2 separate regions of the Sus scrofa genome follow, and region 2 is linked to region 1. The links are chromatin contacts, called in public targeted proximity ligation maps. All regions are on one chromosome and are shown on one strand. The core of a region is the stretch at or near the end of the contact, and the rest is flanking DNA. Distances in the headings are between cores, read along the strand shown. Region 1 holds the start of LYRM1 (LYR motif-containing protein 1). Region 2 overlaps DNAH3 (dynein heavy chain 3, axonemal).

Region 1 (5,326 bases), core at 1,647-4,146:
AAATTTAAACCAATCTGCGGGCCAAACCATGTCTGTAGGTGGTATCTGTTTTGCCAGTTTGTAATGTGTAATCTAGGCCAACCCCTTAAAGTCAAAGAAAAGGGTCTTATTCATTGTCACTCTGCTGGTCAGTAGCTGTCCAAGACTGAAATCTAGGCCTTCTGATACCCTTTCTAGATTGCATAAGAGCAACCGTTTCTACTGGTGGAGGTGGCAGCAACAGCAGGAACAGATGCCCCTTTGTCAGAAGTTGCTGAAGTCCATGGTTGATACATTATTCCTACATGTTGGGTCCTACGGGCAAGGGTCTGTACTTTAAGCAAGTAGGGCACAAAGAAGAAATAGCTCATGGGGTAGTCAGACCTATAGACAATTAACTGGCAAAGTCAGGTTTGCTATAGTGAAGATAATCAGCTAAGCAGTAACAAAAGCAAAAAAAAAAAAAAAAAAAAAAAAAAAGCAGTAACAGCTGGGAGAGGAAAGAAGGGAAGAGATTTGAGCCAGGCCTTAGAGGATGGGTCCCATTGTTTCAGGATACTATGGAAGCTCTTTGTATCTCTGAAGACTTGCTAGTGTCCAGAGTCCCCTCTGCCGGTTTTTCCTTCTCTGGATCATCTTTAAATGTCAAAAGCCCCCAAGGAGTTTGGAGGCCTTTGTCTTTATCTCCACCCTCTTCTCAGGTGACCTAGGAATAAACTGCTACATTTATTACCTGAGTTTTCCCTTGATTTGTATATCTAACTTCTCCACACCTTTACCTGTGGTTAACAGACTAATCAAAACTAATATTCAAAATAGTCCCTTCCAAACTCTTTTTCTCTTAGGAGTCATCCTTGGTTCCTCCTTTTCCCAAACACTTCATATCCAATTTGGCAGTATGTCCTGCAAGCTCTACAGCCAGAATACATTCTGAATTCAATTCTATTTCCATTGTGATCATAACACTACTGTCACCTCTCACCTGGCCTACAGCAACAGCCTCATAACAGGTCTGACTACTTCTACCCTTCTCTATCCAATAGCCAAGAATGATTTGCTAAAAATATAAATCAGATTTGGTCACTCCTTCTTAAAACCCTCCAGTAATGTAGTAGCAGCCGAACCCTCACCGTGGGCTAAAAGACTAGACTAGATCAAGCCCTGCCACTTCTCCATCACAGACCACTCTGCCTGGCTCTTGCTTTTATTCCTTCCTACTCCAAGCACCTGGCCTTCTTCCCTTCTTTCCTCAGATCCCTGCCCATTGGCTCTTTTCACCACCTAGAAAGCTCATTCCCTACCTTCCTTCTTTTCTCGGATTTCTGCAAAACTCAGCCTCCTCTGAGTAGCTTTATGGATTTAAAGTGGCCCTCACCCCATCTTCTACCACTTCATCTGATATTACTATCTTTGGGGCATTCCTCACTTGCTGATATTTTTTATTGATTTACTTTTTAACTTTCTCCCAGACTCGAATCACAGACCAACGCCTTTTGCACTAAGAAGCTAGTTCTCATTATCTTAGAAAGTATCGGTGTCCTGTCAACCTTCCTCCCTCGCCCTACTAATTTGCCCCTACTAATCTCCCATTGACATTCGGGAATCCAAAGGTTTCAGACATCCCAGATGGTCCCCAAACCAGCATTTTCAGCATTCCCAAACCAGGCTTCCCCTTCCTGGCCCTGGAGCCACTTCCCTTGGCAGGTTCCCCACGCCAGCAGCGGGGACACCGAGCCGCCCTCGCGAGGCTGGGGTCACACAGGCTCGTCTCCTAGCAACGTCGCACCCCCCACCCTCACCCATCCCTGCCCCTTGGGAGCCAACCCCTTCCCCCAGTCTCCCGCGCCAGGAGTCAGCGTCTCCATTCTCTACACTCACTCTGCGTCAGTCCAGCCTTCCCCCACCCACAGAAGCGCCGCAGCCTACGGCAGACTGGGAGGAGGCGGCGCCGGGAGCCCAGCTGAGCCGTGGTCGACAGAGCTTAAGCAGGTCCGGTAGGCCAGGCCAGACCAAACCACCAGACGAACCTCCGTGGGAGCATTCGTACCAGGTCGGGGGTAGGCTAGAGCCTTCCTTAAACGTCACACTCTAGACCACCCTCCACCGTATTCGCAACAATTATAGCCAAGTTCAACCTTTTCTTATTTTTCCTTTCCCCCTTCCGCTCTCCTCTCCCCCGGATTCCAGCCCCCCCCCCGAAAATGGGCCAGTCCATCTCCTCCTAGCCCTCCCTCCGCGTCGCTAGGTCTTTGCCCTTACTTGGCGACGGCTTCGTACGTCTTTGCGTACGTCGTGACGCAACCTGCCCCTCGTTCCCTCCCCGCCCTTCTCCTATTCCGCCTCCCGGAGCGGGCGGCCCGCGGGGTTACCGGAAGTGATGATGCAGGAGGCGATGGAGGGGGCGGGGTTTCGGGGCGGCCGCCGCCGGTGGGCCGCAGATGAAGAGGAGGCGGCGGCAGTGGTGGAAGAAGAGGCGGCGGCGGCGGTGGGGGTAGGGTGCTTGAAGACGCGAGCGGGGATGGTAGGTGGTTTGGACCTGCCGGGCCGCCGTCGTTTCCAGAAAGGGTTTGACTGGAGGAACCTCTGGAGCAGCTGTGAGTTTGGGGGTTGGGGGGTGTATGAGGAAAAGGGGAGGCTTTGGGAGATGAAGGGGCGGGGGTTTGGGTACCTTCGAGAAAGGGGGGTAGAAGGGGAGGAGTGGAAATCGGCGCCTTGTCTGGACTGGTCCCGCTGGAGGAAGACGCTGTGAGGGGGCCCTGTGGCGTGTCAGCCCCAGGCTCAGAAAACTTACCTACTGTCTCTGCCCCTCCACCGCCGGCACCCCCCACCCGCCACCCAAGGCCTGGGGCTCTGGGGGCCGGAGCTGCCCTGGAGGGAGTGCAAACTCTAGTCTTCTGCCCCTGGTAAGTGCAGTGAGGTAGGAGCCCAAGCAGGAGGTGGTGGGTGAATCTCCAGCTCCTCCGCCCTCATTTCCCTCCCCACCCCCATCCTTCTCTTTAATCATTAACAGCCCTGGAATTAAGGGGCTCAGACCTGGAGGCCTTCCTATGCACCTTTGCTGTAAACGATAACCATCTGTGCCTGAGGTAATGGGGCTGGAAGCTTTGCCTGTATCCTGTATAGGAAGTGGGACAGGGTGACAAATGTATTGTTTTTTTCTATTCTCCCCCACCCCCATCCTCCCCCATGCATACCCCTCCTTTCCACTTTAATTCTCCGTGGCTAAGTAGTAATCGTGTTTTTTTCTTTTTCTTTTTCCCTTTCGTCTTGGTACCTTCTTTTGAATTTGGTGTTCTGCTTCTATCCCAGATCTTAACTTCAAGCTTTGTAATACTTCAGTTACAAGCTGTGTCTCTTTGGGAGTACTTCTCAATGCCCGGTCGCTCCCGATTAAGATAAGCATTTTCTCCTAAGAATACTGGAATTCCAAAGCCTTGCAGGGATTCCTGAATGGCATCATAGTCCAGGAATCAAGGTCTCTTCCTCTGAATACTTTATATGTGAGGAATTTAAATGTTGTCAACTCTTTCCAGAATGTTTTGATCTTAGGCTAATTCTGGATTTCTGTGTTTTTCTCCACCCACACTTCATAATGCACTTTGGAGAAGAGAAAACCCCATGTACTTTTTTGTTTCTACAATTTGACAATAGCTCTTTTATCTTTCTCTCCACTTGTGTGTCTGGCACACAAGTCTTCGATGACACATTTGGCTTGTACTGATTTCCATCTTATTTATTTAGCTGAATGTTTGTATATAAGTGGCGTTAAATAAGACATTGTGACTTGTTTAGTTTTGTTTTAAGGAAGAAGGTAAACCAATAAGGGATGTAAAAAAATCATTTGAAAATTGCAAAGAATGATTGAAGAAGAAGATCTCCGTTGATATTCTGTTGGTTTAAGGGGGAAAAAAATGTAGTGCTACTTTAGCCTTTTGTAGGGATTTCAGAGTGAAGTGTGATGATTCCTATTTTGGTGTTGATATTTTCTTTGGAAATCTTTTTTGGATTATAAATTTGGAAATAAATTCTTTGTTGAATCTGGAGCTGTGTTTTCTGAAGAACTTGAAGAGTTGGTGCCCAAATTTTAGGGATCATTTGATTAGAAAAAGTCCATAAATCCTGTTCCTCTGCAACTGAATTTATATGCTTATTGCTAGACAAATTATCATAACATGGGTTCCATTCTACTCATCGGGGCTTTCAAGCCTGATAAAACAGAATATTTAATGCTTTGATTGTACAAGTAATGGCATGTTTAGATGTTTCACAGAAATGTAACAGAAGAAAAAAATGACTACTTTTCTCATTTTAGCTGAATTGGAATCATTGACTAAAAACTCCAAAATTCATTCAATCAACAAACTTTTCTTGACTGGCTACTAATTGCTAGCTATTATTTCAGGCAATGGGTCTGTGAAGGTGAACACAGCAGTAAGGTCCACGCTGCCCTGGAGCTTAGGTTAGAGTGGAGGTGGTGTGGGGACAGATAAATAAGCAAATGAGATTTTGATAAGTGCTGAAGGAAACAAGAGTGATGTGATAGAAAGTGTCTGATTGAGATATAGTCGGAGACCTTTCGGAGGAGGTGACGCTTAAGCTGAGCTTCGAATGAAAAGGAGCCCATTATGCAGAGATAGGGGAGGAGCCTTCCAAGTTCAAGGAGTAGCTAGTGCAGAAACTGTCTGGAGTGAGTTTGGCAAGTTTCAGGGAGGAAAAAAGAGGTAGGCGGAAAGGAGATGAGGGAAGATGGGTTAGGGGAGAGAGGAGAGTGAAAAGATTCTAGGTCAGAGAGGTGGAAATAGGCTCATAAATAGGTAGGCAAAATAAGAGTAAGAAGGAGAAGGAATTGTAAAATGATGCTCCGTTTTAATTCTGTTGCCTTTCCTAGAGTCTTACCACATACTACTTTGAGGGTATACTTGGCCTATTATATTTAAAAAAAAAAAAAAGTCACCCTGCTGAGAGTGGGAGAGGAGGAGGCAGTGGTCATCTGGAACTTTTTTGGCAGATGGATCTCAAGCCATGTGTTAAAAAATCAGTGAGATGAAGTTCCTGTCATGGCTCAGTGGAAATGAATCTGACTAGCATCCATGAGGACACAGGTTCCATCGCTGGCCTTGCTCAGTGGGTTAAGGATCTGGCCTTGCCATGAGCTGTGGTGTAGGTTGCTGATGCGGCTTGGATCTGGCATTGCTGTGGCTGTGGTGTAGGCCGGCAGCTGCAGCTCTGATTCTACCTCTAGCCTGGGAACCTCTGTATGCCATGGGTGCAGCCCTACAAAGACAAAAAAAAAAAAAAAAAAAAAAAAAAAAAAGGGAAGAAAGAATTCAGTGAGATGTTTGAGAGC
Region 2 (5,544 bases), core at 311-2,810, 190 kb before region 1:
TCCTTGTCCTAGGCCACACAGGAGAGAAAGTCACGTCTATGCCTGGGGGCTCCTAACAGTGCCAGATGATTCCTGCTTGGGCTGTCTGTGGTATTGTCTGACAGGCTCTGTGCAGTCTTTTTCAGCCTTTTGAGTCTATAAATGAGAATAACAAATATTCTCCCTAAAAATGGTGGGATTTTTATAAGCAACCAAGTATGAGAGTTATATAAATATGGTGTGAATAGTAAGCAGAAAAAAAAGAGAGAACTCAGTGTGTTTCTAAAATAGTCATCACATTCAAGGGCCTTGAAACGTCGTCTCTACCAGGGAGTTGCTCTGTGTGGAGGTGGAGATGAAACTGACTCTCCAGAGGCAGATTCCTCTCTCCCTGGGCCTGGAATTCCCTCTCTGTGAACCATGCACAAGACTGAGGACATTGTCTCTAGAAGGACTCAGTCTGAGAGCACACCCATTACCTTCCAGTCAATGGAGCCTGCACCCAGTGGCTAGAGGTATTCTCATCTCTCTCCTGGGACAACAGAGATCTGGTACATGAGAGAGTCAGGATTTTTCTGTAGATTGGAGCTGCTTTCAGGTTCCCAGAAAGCCTTGAAAATCAAGACTTAAGCAGAAGGTGTAAAGAAAGACAGAGGAGGTCCCCTGGGAGACTTCTGGTCTTGAGCTGCCCCAGGAGAGGGATCTGCACAGGGGCAGCTGCCTTCACTTGGTACGTATGCCATGCCTCTTCCTGTGGACCTAGCCTGATTGGAACTTTGAGCCATTCAGAGGGTTAGGGAGTTAGGTAGACAGGTGCCCTGCAGCAATGCTAGGTCTCTGCCTAAAATAGCACTATAGAAAGTGCCTTCATCAATGGCATTTAAACAGTGCTCCAGGGGACTCAGAAAAACACCCCCTCCATCTGGTGCTTCCCCTTTGATGACACTGTTCTCACACATGGGAAATTTAAGAATCCCAACCATTGGAGTTCCTGCCATGGCTCAGCAGAAACAAATCTGACTAGTATCCATGAGGACGCAGGTTCGATCCCTGGCCTCTCTCAGTGGGTTAAGGATCTGGTGTTGCTGTGACATGTGGTGTAGGTTGCAGATGCAGCTCCAATCCCATGTGGCTGTGGCTGTGGCTATGGTGTAGGCCAACAGCTGCAGCTCCGATTCGCCCCTTAGCTTGGGATCTTCCATATGCTATGGGTGCTGCCCTAAAAAGACAAAAAGAATCCTAACCATTCGTAGACACTAAAAATTTTCATTTATAGGCCACTTAGATGGACAAATTGGGGGGTAAAAAAATTCCCTGGAATTAAAGTCATAATAACATTGACAGTTAAAGTGTATTGCATACCAGCTATGCCCTGGGAACTGTTATATACTTTATATAGATTCTCTCATTTCATCCTCCCAACAACCCATTGAAGTAGGGACAATAAATTGTCATGTGGCCAGTGAGTGGTGGGGAAGAGAATTGGAATCTAGGTCTTTTTCACTCAGGCCTGATGGATGAAAAGGGGACGAGAAATATCAGGTCAGGGAGAGGAGTGGACAGTAGGGGGCAGTAAGTGACAGGTAAGAGTGGAGTACACTGTAATCCACTTACTGTAGGTAAGTTACTGTATGGTCAGTTACCATAGATAAGAGGGAAGGTGGCATCTGAATAAAGAGCACCTACAGTGGGGAGTCTCAGTGGGCTGAAGTGTCACAGGTAAGCTCAGAAAGGGCAAAGGCCACCAGATACACTCAGGGCTGCCCCCATTCCCACCTGCATTGTAGGTCACACAACAAGTCACTCTAGTGACAGCCTCTGGGGAAGCATCCTCTGTTCTAATGCCAAACTCCGGAGACCCTTGGGCACAGATTTGGTTCTGGGGAAGGCTCTGCAGGCTAAACCACCTTTAGCTTTCAAGACTACAAAATGAATCTTCTGGGGTCATGAGGGGGTTGTGTTAGGATTTCTGACCATTACCCAGAACTTAGGCAGGAAAGACTAGTCTCTGTGTTTGAGACAGAGACTTTGCTGATACTGTGGCTTAAAACAAGATAGAACACGGTAACATAGCACTGAAGAGTACTGGAGCTGGCCCTCTAGGGCACTGCTGCCCAGTGGAACTATAACACGAGCATATGTGCAATTTTAAAGTTTCTAGTAGCCACGTTCTTTAAAAGCGTAAACAGGTGAAGTGAATTTTATGAACCTATTTAACCAAACTTCTCTAAAACATTGTCAGGTCAATAGTCAAGCAATATAAAAGTGTTAATGTGATCACTCCCATTACAGTTTCCCTACTAAGTCTTTGAAATAGGGTGTGCTTTTGCCTACAGCACAACTCCATGTAGATTTAGTCACACTGCAAATTCTCAATGGTGACAAGGGGTTCGTGGTTATGTACTGGATGGCATAACTTCAGGCTCGTAGAAAATCAGATGCCTTGTTAATCTCTATAACAAACAAAAGCAATTTAAAAAATAAAACTACAGGCCTCTGAGTCCTTCCATAGGCCAAGTACTAGGCGAGGTGCTTTACACAGTTGTGTCATTTAAACCCAGAGAGAGTGTGTTGTTCTAAGCCATATTTTTAGGTACTAGAGAATAAATGCGAGCCTAGGGCTACCAGGAGCAGTTGTGCAGATTGTGCTCTAGGGACTGCTACTTTTGTGCAGTACAGTGTGAATTGTACTTTCTAGGGTTTATCCAGTGTATAACCTGCACAGTTATACATAGAAGACCTGCAGGAAACACTAGCATGTGATGGATGAAAGCTTTGGAGTCAGAACTGGATCCAAATCCCTATTCTGCAATGGCTCTTAGGGTCTATTAGAGAGATGGTCTTAGACCAGAGACTTAATTTCTTTGTCTCAGTTTCTTTCTATGTAAAACAGGAATGATGACACATTGGTACCTTCCTCACCATGTTGGGAGAATGAAATAAGTATGTAAAGCTTTTAAAACAGTTGCCTACATAGTAAGCCCTCAATAAATGTTCAGTATCTTTATTATTTCCATTACCTTAATGGTCCTCCAGGTGTCCTCAGAATCCAGCCTGGAAGGTATTTGAATTAGTTGGTTCATCCACGCTTTTCATGCCACAAGTACTTAATTGATGCCTACTGAATACCAGGCTGCAAGAACGCAGCGCTAAATAAGACAACGTGACTCATCTTTCATGTCCCGTCCTGCCCTGATATTCTTTCATCCTGATGGAGCTGGACAGAGACAAAACTGGGCAGTAGATGAGGGTTTTTTTTTACAGCAGCTCATTCCCCTCAGCCCGCATCCGCTTCTTGAGCACACAAAACCTTCATACTGCCCAGATGTCTCAGTCCCTAAGAATAGTGCTCAAAAGCTGTCGGAGACTTCATCAAAGACCTTTTTCAGGGGTATTTTCACTTAAAAGAAAGGTTCAGGTAATATTTATGTGAAAGGAAGAGGCACAAGGAATGCTAACATTTCCAACAAGCTGGATTGAGAAGGAAGATTTTGGTGGAGGAGAACTTCCTCCTTCCCAGCATCCTCTCTTCACAGAAGGTGGGGATCTGCCTGATCCATGTACTCACAACTTCCTCCTCCTTTTATTCAGCAAACCCTTATTGTAGCTTTTGTCAAGCCCCAGGTTTGTTCTGTACGCAGCCCTGAGAGAACAGAACAACCAAGATCTGGTTGTGAGCCTGTAAGATGCTCACGAGTTTGCATCATGCCAAGTCCTGGTGGGAGAATAACCCCCAGGAAACTAGACACAATGCAAGGTGGCCCTAGGCTGCCTCCCAAATCCTCAGACCTGCAACCTCCAATTCAGTAGCCACTAGGTGCATGCAGCTATTTAAAGTAAAATTAAATAAAATTGGAAAATCAGTGCCTCAGTCACACTAGCTACATTTCCAGGGCTCTGTAGCTGAGTGTGCCTGGTGGCTCCTGCACAAAAAGGCACAGATGGACAACATTTTGGTCATTGCAGAAAGTCTACCTTGGACAATACACACTTGTTTTTCTCTTTGCAGATCAGTGAGATTGTCGGCTATGAAATAAAGCCCACTGAAACGACTTCCCTCTCAAACATGCTGGAAATTGGATTTGGCAAATTCATTGAAAAGTAAGGCTTCTCCCTTCCTTCAGAGAGTTTTTTTGGTCAAAGTATCTGTCAGTTCCCACAACAATATTTATGACTGAAAGACCTCGTAGCAGGCTGCTTTTCTCATTCTGATTGACTAGCTGCTAGTGAAGTTCTCGTTTTCAGCTGCAGGGTTGATGTCAGATTATGACTCGAAAATTGAGTCAGAGATTTTATTTCAAAAAGAAATTTTTTTAAAAAGTCCCTTGAACTTGAGTTCCAAGCCCAGGTCTCAGTGACTTTGGGCAAAACCATTTAACCTTTCTGGGCCTGGGTTTCCTCTTCTTTAAACAAACAACAGCAACAAACAGGAGTGGTTCTCTGAGCTCTCAAATTCCATGAAGTATAGTCAAATGAGAAATCACTTCACTTCTTTCTATCCTTCCCCAAATGCCCCTGGAATTTGAGAATCTGTACTATTTGAACAGCAATTTTTAAGACCAGAGATTCTCAGGATCCCATTTGTTTTTCCACACTTCCTTCAGGGTGATGGGTGGGGAGATGTATTGCTAAGACTAAAGACCCTGTTAGGCAACTGGGTTTGGTTCTCACTCAACATGTGTGGCTCTCAGACTCGTGACCCCAGACCAGCTGCACCAGCATCACCTGGGAACTTGTTAGACATGCGCGTTCTCAGGCCCCATCCCAATCTACTGAATCCGAAATTCTGGAGGTGGACCCTGAAATCTGTGTTTTAACAAGCCATCAAGGTCAGCACTGTCCAGTGCAGGAGCCACTAGCCATGTGTGACTCCTCAGCCCTTGAAATGTAGCTATTCTGAGTTTGATGTGCTGAATGTGTAAAATATAGGCTGGATTTCAAAGACTTATTAAGGAAAAAAAATATCTAATTATTTTAAATGTCGATTATATGTTGAAATGACATTTTTGTATTGACTTAAAAAATACGTTATTAAATTAAATGTATTTCTTTTACTTTTGTAAATGTGGCTACCAGAAACTTTATGATGACATATGTGGCTCATGGTGTATTTCAAATGGACAGCAGTGTTCTAGGCGATAATGATTCTTAACTAGAGTTGGAAAGTTTGCACCTTCACACTGGGGCAGAGCAAGTCTAATCTAAGGTCCTTCCAGGCCTGTCTCTCTGTCTGCTCCGTGAATGCTGTGATGACCCCTCCAGCACCACCACTACTATCCCTCTTTATTTTTTTTATTTTAATTTTTTTAATGATCCTGACCCACCAACCCATGGGGGAGACCTCATGTTGCCCCACCCCAAGGCCTGACCCTATTCCCTGGCTCATTCCCGCTAGTGACAGCTTCAGCTTGAGAGACCTGAAAGGACGTAAATTACCACTTGCCTCCTTATCTTACCCATCTGGACTTTTTATAAGCTGAGTTAACCTCTTAAGGTCCACCCTGAGTCTCTCCCTATCCCTCTCTAATGAGCAGGCCTAGAGGCATGTGAATTTTCACCAGGGTT

Evidence for each region.
Region 2: a targeted proximity ligation map of alveolar macrophages shows a contact between it and region 1. A contact is called at or near these places in 4 of 47 Hi-C or Micro-C datasets (adipocytes, embryonic fibroblasts, epiblast stem cells and 1 more) and 2 of 2 datasets of targeted methods (alveolar macrophages and skeletal muscle).

Annotation. Positions count from the first base shown.
Region 1 is chr3:25,149,116-25,154,441 of Sscrofa11.1, forward strand. It overlaps LYRM1 (LYR motif-containing protein 1), which reads right to left and starts at 2,897. Exons shown (of 4, transcript XM_021086518.1): 1 at 2,771-2,897. DCUN1D3 (DCN1-like protein 3) reads left to right here and starts at 2,386. Exons shown (of 4, transcript XM_021086516.1): 1 at 2,386-2,573.
Region 2 is chr3:24,960,496-24,966,039 of Sscrofa11.1, forward strand. It overlaps DNAH3 (dynein heavy chain 3, axonemal), which reads left to right. Exons shown (of 66, transcript XM_021086503.1): 21 at 3,989-4,080. Among named protein-coding and RNA genes, the nearest start is that of DNAH3, 52 kb to the left of the region's middle.